Linked DNA regions of Sus scrofa: region 1 is linked to region 2. The links are chromatin contacts, called in public Hi-C maps. All regions are on one chromosome and are shown on one strand. The core of a region is the stretch at or near the end of the contact, and the rest is flanking DNA. Distances in the headings are between cores, read along the strand shown. Region 1 holds the start of SPIDR (DNA repair-scaffolding protein). Region 2 overlaps SPIDR (DNA repair-scaffolding protein).

Region 1 (4,749 bases), core at 1,912-4,411, 230 kb after region 2:
TAAAATAACAGTACCTATCTCAAAGGACTTTTGAAAAAATTAAATGAGTTAATACACATAAAGTACTTACCACAAGGTAAGTCCAAAATAAATTATTATGTGTTCAATAAGAAGCAAAATAGGAGTTCCCATCGTGGCGCAGTGTTTAACGAATCTGACTAGGAACCATGAGGTTGCGGGTTCGATCCCTGCCCTTGCTCAGTGGGTTAATGATCCGGCATTGCCGTGAGCTGGGGTGTAGGTTGCAGACGCGGCTCGGATCCTGCGTTGCTGTGGCTCTGGTGTAGGCCGGCAGCTACAGCTCCGATTCGACCCCTAGCCTGGGAACCTCCATATGCCATGGGAGTGGCCCAAAGAAATAGCAAAAAGACCAAAAAAAAAAAAAAAAGAAGCAAAATAATGCCTAAGCAGAGGAATAACAATTAAGATGGGGCCTAAGGGAAAGTCATCTCAGAAGATGGAATGGAAGCATGCTACATGGTTACACACAAATATTCCATGCATGAAGTATTCTGGGCCTGACCTAGGGTGAAAAGAGAAAACAAAGAAAGAAGCGAAAGAAAAAAAGAAAAAGAAAAAAACTTCCTGGGGCAAAATTATCTTGGCAGCCAGGCTCTAAGATGGATCACCAGCTCTTGGCATCCACAACCTCTACGGTCCCACACTATACCATTTTGATCTATGTGATTAATAGAAGACATGGCCTATCACTTCAAAGATTATGTTATAAAAAGACACCAGGGCCTCTTTCTTAGTTGCTCCCTCACTCTTGCTCTTAGGAAAGCCAGCTGTCATGTTGTGAGCTGACCTATGGAATTGGCAAGGAACAATTGCCAACAATCACAGGAGTGCTTAGAAATGGATCCTCCAGCCTCAGTGACCCTTTATTTGATGCGACTTGGGGGAAACTCTAAGGTGGAACCACACCAAGTCATTCTCAGATTCCTGATCCTCAGACACAGTATGGGAAATAAACATCTGTTTTAAGCTGCTTTGGTTTTGAGACAATCTGTTACAGAGTAATACATAGTTAACACAACTACTGAAGAGAAAAACTGGCAAGGTCTTGAAAACTGATATAATGAAGAGAGTAAAAATGAGTATCAAGTCAAAAACATGAACATTTCTAAGTCAGGATGGAGTTTAAGTGTCTGACATTATTAAGCATTTGACCACCAAGTGGCATCCATTTCAGAAATCCATCCTGAATAGATGCATCTCCAGCTGTATGACACAGCTACTTGCAAAACCACCAGGTAAGGAACTACATACACCTCCTCCCATGAAGGGCTTTCTTTCAAAAGCCTTGGGTAATCTAGATAACTGACCATCACAGAGTAACGCTGCGTCTCCCTAATTCCCGGTATTACTTAAAAATAGCCAATGAAAGTAAACCCCAAAATTCCAGACATTTGATCCTCAAACTAATAAAGGCTGACCCCAAGTATGCCATCCCTCTCGCTCTCCCTTTGTCCCTCTCTATGTCTCTCTCCTCCTGACCTTGCTGTGTAGCCCTTTGGTGTACAACGTACTCTCCAGGACCTGTAAGGAATCTTGTTTTGCAAAGTGCCCTGATGGTTTTTGCTGAAGTGCACCTTGCCATCATAATTAGAACCACAAGATCTGGTCCAGCCATAACAATGGGTGGGCAGGAGGATGTCTATGGGAGCTTTGGACAAATAATACAGGCTGAGACCTATAAAACACAGAAGAAACTGTTGACTAGGCGCCTTAGTGGACTGTGGTCGAAAGAATGATTTCACAATACACTGAGTTTAAGCTGAACTCAAGGGAAAGGTCAAATACAGATCTGAAAATCATCATCAATGTATGAGATTGCCCAGAACAAACTTGTAAAGAGGTAAAAAAGCACAAGGTCAAAAGTTAGAACCCGCAGGAAGACAGTAAAGAGAAGTAAATGAGCAGTTGCAAGACAGAAAGAGAAGCAGGTGGCAAATACGTCAAATGCTACAATGACCAATGTTATATTGGATTGAACAGTTCAATATGCTTCCTTGGGAGTTCCCAGCGGGGCGCAGCGGCAACAAATCTGATCAGGAACCAAGAGGTTGTGCGTTCCATCCCTGGCCTCACTCAGTGGGTTGAGGATCCGAGGTTGCGGTGAGCTCTGGTGTGGGTCATAGACGCGGCTTGGATCCCGAGCGGCTGTGGCATAGGCCGGCAGCTGTAGCTCCAATTAGACCCCAGGCCTGGGAACCTCCACATGCCATGGGTGAGGCCCTAAAAAAAAAAAAAAAAAAAAAAAAAATATATATATATATATATATATATATACACACACATATATATATGTATGTATGTATATATATGTATATTTCCTGGACTTTTCCTATGTCTAAAATCAGGATGTAGCCCACAATCTACAGGTATGCGTGTCATAGGCTTCTTTTCCTCCCTAAAGTGGTTATAAAACTGGCAAGGTGTGTGACACTCACTCAGTGGTATCCCAGAAGCGAGGAGATACGGTAGTGACAAGGGGGCTGAGCCATACACGGACTATTCTTTCAGATGGTTTTTTGGTAAAAGGAGCGGAGTCAAGAAAGGAAGCAGTGTCTGCTTTGATAAGTTTTCGGTCAGATGAGACAAGCATATTCGTAAGCAAGGAGCTCAGAAACAGCTTTCGAAGCGCCAAGGGCACTTACACTCCGAACCAGGCTCCCCACACGGACCCCGCGCCAAAGGCTGAAGGGCCAGGGGAGGCGACGTGGCGCAGACCCGGCGGGGACGCAGCCCCTCGCGGACCCAGGACGCCGCCGCCGCTGCCGGGGTGCGACCGGCAGAGACCGGCCGAACCCTGGGAGGTTCAAACCACACGGCCCTTCTGACCCGCCCCGGTCGCCCCACGCCCGCGACCGCCGCCCTCCAAGAGAGCGGCTCCTCCCGCTCTGCCTCAGACGCGGGCCGCTTCCACACTACGGGCGCCACAGACCCCTGGCCTACCCGGAGGAGGCGGCACCCACACGCCCAAAGCCTACCTTCGGGCCGCGCGAACCGCCGCCGCGGGGCATGTCCCCGCACGCCGCGTCCTCAAGAGCGCACCACCCCTCAGGGAGCCGGAAAGCTGCTCACCACCGCACCAATTCGGCGCGCCGCGCCGCACCACGCGCTACGATTGGAGGGCCTCGGGCTGAGGGCAGGGGCTCTCCAGACGTACCGCCCCCCAGGCGGGCCGCGCCGCATCGCACATTGTGATTGGTGAGCCCTCAGTCTGGGGGTGGGGACTCTCCGGGCGCACCGCCCTTCCGACGCGCCGCGCGGCACCGCACGTTGTGATTGGCTGGACCTCGGATTGGGGGAGGGGATTCTTCGGGCGCACCGCCCTCCCGACGCGCTGCGCAGCAGCGCGCGCTGTGCTAGGCTGTTGCTCCCGCTGGAGTGTAGTTTCCTCTAGTACCCCCGCCCCCCGCACCCGGTTGGCCGCTGGGAACTCGGTAGGGACGCCAGGTCTGGATCAAGGTTTGCTGCGGTACTCCTCCTACCTATACCTGGAGGTGAGTCCTGCGGAGCGCCCCTTGGACAGGCCGAAGCGCCGCCTTGGGAGCTATTAAAAGTCCGCGCGCTGTTTTTCAGATAAGGCTCGTACATATTGTGTTTTGTTAGGCAAGGACTCGCCTTAATAAAAATAAGTGATAACCCAAAGTGGGCTATGAATTCAACAATCGATACTTAAGGAATGGTTGCAGCCGTAAATAACCCGAGATAGGGGTGCTATTTCCCCACCTGCTGGGAGATAAGGGGGTTAGTATGCAAACAAGAAATTTTCAAGTTCAGAGACGCCAGAATCCCTGTGGGACTTGTTATAACCGGTGACTAGGTCTTAGACTCCTAGGGTCCGGAGTGAGGCCGGAGAACCTGCATTTCTGATGAGTTCCCAGGTAACGCCGTCCTGCCTCACTTTGAGAACCAAAGGCTGTTCCCTTCCTTAGACCCTGCAAGCCAGTTTGCTTAAGTGTCCCAGCATTTGGAGAGTAGATTCAAAACGGAATGCAATGGGAAGGACAGAGTATAAAGGGAATTAGGTTACAATGTCATAGGGAAGGAGTATTCACTAATAAAGATATGTCTGTGGTAGAGAAAACTAACACCGTGATTTAAGGTGAAAAGCGTCAGCCAGGGCAGGAGGGAAGGGTTCCCATTGGTACCCTCACAAGTATGGCAGAAGTGGGGTTTTGGTCTTTTGCTGCAAAAGCACTTTTGTGTTTTGCAATTTAGCCGTTTTCAGTCTTTTTCTCCTCCCTGGTGCCTATTCTTTCACCATATTGTGTTTGAGTTCCAGTGCCTAAGCCACAACTGCTTAGTATAAAGTAAGATAACTGCAATCACCGAAAAAAAAAAAAAGTATTAGCTTGAGGTAGACCTTACTAATAATGTTCCTGTCAACACTTAGAATAAGATAAACTGGTTCTAAATGTGGGTAGTTTAGGATTTAGAATATCGAGCCTCTGCCAGGGACTCCCCAAAGATTTGCTATTATTACCTCAATTAGACCTTACTGAAGCAGGAGATAGATGGGTCCCAGGCTGAGCAGCTGTAATCTGTTCCCTGTGGCAGATAACTTCAAGATAAAGGCTGCATCCTGCTTGGATAAAAGAGAGATCACCTTTTTCTCATTCTTGAGGTCAAGGAGACTTCCAGAACTACACATTTGCAAAAAGTTTCCTCAGGGTCAGAGAAAGGAGGGGTACCAGACCATAGTACATCCTGTCAACTTCCCAGAGACCCTTGTGC
Region 2 (4,728 bases), core at 606-3,105:
CTGAAGTGTTGGATAAAGGGAGTAAAAAATGTTGACAGGGTGCTGACATTCTTCAGGCTAAGACAAAATGTTTCATGATTTCAACCTAAAAGAAGTATTATAAAAAGACTAGAAAATAATATACAAAATAATTATACAGTGAACAGAATTTGAATAATTTTTCTATTAGTGAAAATCATGAAATTTTCCATAGATGTCACCATGTCACTTTTACCATTTAAAAATTACACCAAAATATTAATGGAACAGGTTGTCACTTCCATGGTCACACTATTTCATGCACAAGACGGGCTGTGAGCAGTGCGTGTTGAGCAACGCTGCTTCTCATGTGAGCTCTGCCAAGCCTGGCCCACGCTCGGGTGCCATGTGTTAACTCTCAAATTTCAGAGTAGGTAAAATTCTGCAATTTGTTTGAAAAAGATGGGACTGTAGTTCAACTTTTATTTCACAATCAGTAGAATCAATCACAGTATGGGATATGTTGCAATTAAATAAAAATGTAAATATTTTTGTATGGGATGTAATGCAAAAAGTTGTGAAAAAAACATTTCCTACCCCCCTATCATTTTCCTAAAAATAGTCCATTCCAAAAGGTTTAACTCAAAATATGTTCTGTTTGGGTGTTGGGGAGGGGGATGTGTGTGCAGAATTCTCTTCTACATCTGTGACTCCTGCAAAAATATCTGGCAGTACATTCAGTTCTGCGTCTTAAAACCTCACAGGGCCAATTTAAAAATAATATTATAAATGTTCGTGGTTATCATCACTTAACTAATCTAAAGCAACAAAACACTTGGCTCCACAGTTTTCTCAGATCATCCTGAGGTAATGGCTGAATCCTGGACTTTGGTCTCACCAGAAAGGTAGTTTGTCAAGAACTAAATTTCATATAAATCAAGGAGCTGTATTTCACTGGCCTTTTAGAAAATAAACTACCATTATAAATGAAAACCGTATGTTGATTCTCTGAATTTTTGGTGAGTTGTGAACTCTGAAAAATCAAGTAAGAATTCTTCATCAGCTTGTCATTCCCTTTCATAGGTTCAGAACAAATAAATCTAAACCTGTTTTTCAGATGCAAATTTCCTATTCACCATTTGTCCTAATATATTTATTGTGATGATTCCAGAATTCAGTGCTTTTCTGTAACTTTTTAAAGATCTGCTGTAATATTTGTGTGGTTTTTAAAATTCATTAATACATGAAATGTGTTATGAGGTAAGACATATGTGATTGTAGATGAAAGCCTAAATTCTTATTTTCAGTAACTAACTGTATGACCTCAGTAAAGATTTTCCTTAAAATCTATTGTAATGACTAATTTCAAAGCCTGAAGCCAAAGACAGTAGCCTTTACTGTCCCCACTGCTTCTAGGCCTTGGGGACACCAAAGAGGCTGCCTGGGAGGAGCAGACCTGGAGGGAGAACGGCGCTCCTGGGGGCGGCAGGACCAACCCTTCTCCCTGGCCCTCCCTCAGGACATTGGGGTTGGTGGCATTCTTGCCATGCCCATGAAGGAGGCCTTTGACTTGGTGTGACTCTGGCACTATGACTTCCTGCCAGTAGTTACAGCTATTTTACTGTTTTTGAGTCAGCAGGGCATAGAAAATATGTTAGGGACCTGTCATGTCAGATCAGCCACATGGATTCACTCAAGGTGCAGGAGGCACAGATTTGTGAACAGCTGAATGAGAAGTTGCCTCTTCTCTAGAACTTTCAGACACCTTGCAACCTAGGCTGGTGTGGAAGGCATGACACACATTTGGGTAACAAACAGAAGCCATGAGTCCTCTAGGTCCTGCTCCCTGGGAGGCAGCCCCAAACTGCCCTTGGACCAGTGTGTCTGTCACATGCACAGTCGATGATGCAAGGCTCACAAAGCACTCTGCACACTCTGCCATGTTCCAGGACAATGTAAGGACATGACTCTCTGCTTGCCCAAGGTCATGAGACCAGGGAGGCCACCGGAGCTGGCGCTGAAGGTGAGATCTGAATTACAAATCCTGGATTCCTTCTCACTTCCCCTATTGCTCTTCTCAGAATTTACATTAACACTGTTTTCAACATAGTTTTATTTATATTTTTTCATTTTGCTTTCTATTTTCCCCAATGTTCATTCTCTCACTTGTAAATCATAAATGCTGGTATAAAGGTTTGATTTTTTTTACCTTACTTTTGCTCATAAATTTGCTGTGCTACCTGTGTCATTTTGCAATTCAACATATTTGAGAGATCAAGCATGCAGAGAAATGCCAACATTTCTGAAGTCACATTTTACCACATGTAAACTATTTTACCTGAAAATTAATATATTAGGCACTTTAATTTTACACTTTCTTTTCAGTATATAGTTCAACAATACATAAACATATACCTATACCTCCAAGTGTTATTCTGATGAGCAGTGTGGGAAGTTAACAATTACATTAAACACCAGCTGAAAATTCTCTTTTATTTTATTATTATTATTTTTTTGTCTTTCTTCCATTTCTTGGGCCGCTTCCGCGGCATATGGAGTTTCCCAGGCTAGGGGTCTATGCCAGAGCCACAGCAATGTGGGATCCGAGCCGTGTCTGCAGCCTACATCACAGCTCACGGCAACGCCGGATCCTTAACCCACTGAGCAAGGGACTGAACCGGCAACCTCATGGTTCCTAGCCGGATTCATTAACCACGGCACCATGACAGGAACTCCTCTCTTTTATTATTTAAAGGAAATTCAAGACTAAAGAGATTTACCTCTTTGTATTCTTCATGGGGTGGCAAACTATGGCCTGTGAGCCAAATTCTTCCTGCCACCTGTCTTTATAAATAAAGTTTTATTGGGACCAGCGCATCTCCTCACACACTCCTGTCCAGCGCTGCTCTCATGACACAAAGGCTGAGGCCAGTAATGGGCATGGCCTACAAGTCAATGCTTGCCAACCCTGTTCTGTACGATGAGAACAAAATGAAGCCCCACTGTGAGCTAGGCACCTCACCTTGCCTCCTCGTTTAATCCCCAAAACAACCCCGTGCAGTGGACGACAGTCCAGCCCCTGTCTCCATCCTAACAAATGTAATCCCTAAATCTCTGAGACTGTTGGCCCCTATTCTGGGGGAAAAGAAAGCGTCAGGAGGAACCCAGGGCAGCTCTGGATCTTGGGAGAGGTGGCTGTGTCTCGTCGCACAGCTGCTGGGAATCCCAACCCGTGTCTGCATGACTTCATCACTTCAAACGCCTAAGTTCACTTCTGCAAATAAATTAGGTTTAAAAGGAGAATATATTTTCTAATTTCTGGTGAGACTGATCCAGGAAGTAGCTAAGGCCCACGGATTCTTGGCTACTTTGGAATATTGGCTAAATTGGTTTATCCTTTAATCCCCAAAACAAGCCACACAAGAATCCAATGAACACTCTCCATTCAAAATGTTTTTCATTTTCCATTTAGCTATTTCCATCTAGCTATTAATGATCTCCAAAAAGTTAAATTTTGCCTTCAGTCAGAGTTTATCCCATGAAGAGCTAGAGCAATACAAACAGTTCTGTTTAACATATCCAGAATGGTTGGGAAAGTTATTCTCCCCCCATAAGATGATAATTCCTTGCTGTGGCTAGAGAAAAAACAACTTTTCCATCCAATTTTTATGACACCGATGGGAAAACATCCTAGCTCTTTTCAAAAGCAGCATGCAAGGAAGCATGATCTGTGAAGGACAGCTACTTTAACAGAGAAAGCTATACATATTTTTTGTTTTCAAGGATGATAGGAAGAGCACCCAGGGAGTTCCTGTGTTTTAACAGAGCTATTCTAAATCACATCTCATGACAGACTGGGTGAGTTCATATAAACACAGTCGGTGGTATGAGTAACAAAATCTGTTTCCATCAGAAGCCCTTTATCCTGCGTAAGAGACCTGCACACTAATGGTAGCCCAGGCCAGCGCTAACCAGCTACAGCTGGTTCGATGCTATAAAAAGAACTAATGAAAACATGAAGGCTCCCTCTCACTCCACTTCAGCCAGCCCGTCAAGACTGCATAGACAAGCCTTTCCAAATACTCTGTGAATGAACTGGCTAGGCTTGGCTCTCTGTTGTTTACTGAACAGTGTGTGCAGGGCCAGTGTATGTCCGGGAGGAGCAGGCGAGGGGTGGTGGTGGTGGAGGAACCACATGATCTATCAATGCGCGGGGCCACTTTTCCCAGTGGTCTTGGATTGCACTCTCTCACAAATGGGGAGGGGGGGTGCAGAGAAATTTTTGAAAGCAGAGCTAGAGTACTTTGAGCAATTTCTTACACACACATACACACTTTAAGTACTTAGGCTTTTGTTATGAAAGTGTATCATTAAATCTGAGGTAAATTAATGCCTTATCAGATACGCTAAATTCTTAAGGTAATTTCTCACTGACTTGCATTCTCAGAGGAAGCGATCATCTGATAAAGAAATGATCACCATTTAAATTCTTTACTCAGCTAAAATATTCCAGACTTTTAGTGCTAGATGGGACTGTGGTGATTTTTTCCATTCTTCATCTCACATATGCTCTTGTGGGGCTCAGAGGGTCCTTAGCCTAGTTCAGACCACATGCCTGGGGGCACAGCATCCACCACTGTTCTTCTACTCCATCTTTGCTAGATGTGGCTAAATGAACATGGCCAAGAATAAAACATAGTGCCTGGATTATTTCACAGTACCACAAGTTTTGACCTAAATCAGTCTTTTCACATATGATGTTACTGCAAC

The links. A called contact is a pair of places that touch in the nucleus more often than the background predicts.
Region 1: a Hi-C map of liver shows a contact between it and region 2, with 5 times the contacts expected there. The contact joins the promoter of SPIDR here to the enhancer-like site in region 2. A contact is called at or near these places in 3 of 47 Hi-C or Micro-C datasets (liver, skeletal muscle and subcutaneous adipose tissue) and 1 of 2 datasets of contacts at active chromatin or transcription factors (alveolar macrophages).

What each region holds. Positions count from the first base shown.
Region 1 is chr4:80,187,583-80,192,331 of Sscrofa11.1, forward strand. It overlaps SPIDR (DNA repair-scaffolding protein), which reads right to left and starts at 3,162. Exons shown (of 20, transcript XM_021090636.1): 1 at 2,997-3,162. The coding sequence starts at 3,029. It overlaps LOC106510093 (a long non-coding RNA gene), which reads left to right and starts at 3,307. Exons shown (of 3, transcript XR_002343696.1): 1 at 3,307-3,512.
Region 2 is chr4:79,957,031-79,961,758 of Sscrofa11.1, forward strand. The region is part of intron 10 of SPIDR (DNA repair-scaffolding protein); the gene reads right to left. Among named protein-coding and RNA genes, the nearest start is that of CEBPD, 87 kb to the left of the region's middle. Within about 2 kb of position 1,856, at least 19 of the 83 cell types and tissues checked have an H3K27ac peak or open chromatin away from gene starts, as enhancers often do. A contact at or near this core is called in alveolar macrophages, liver and skeletal muscle, where this site is marked.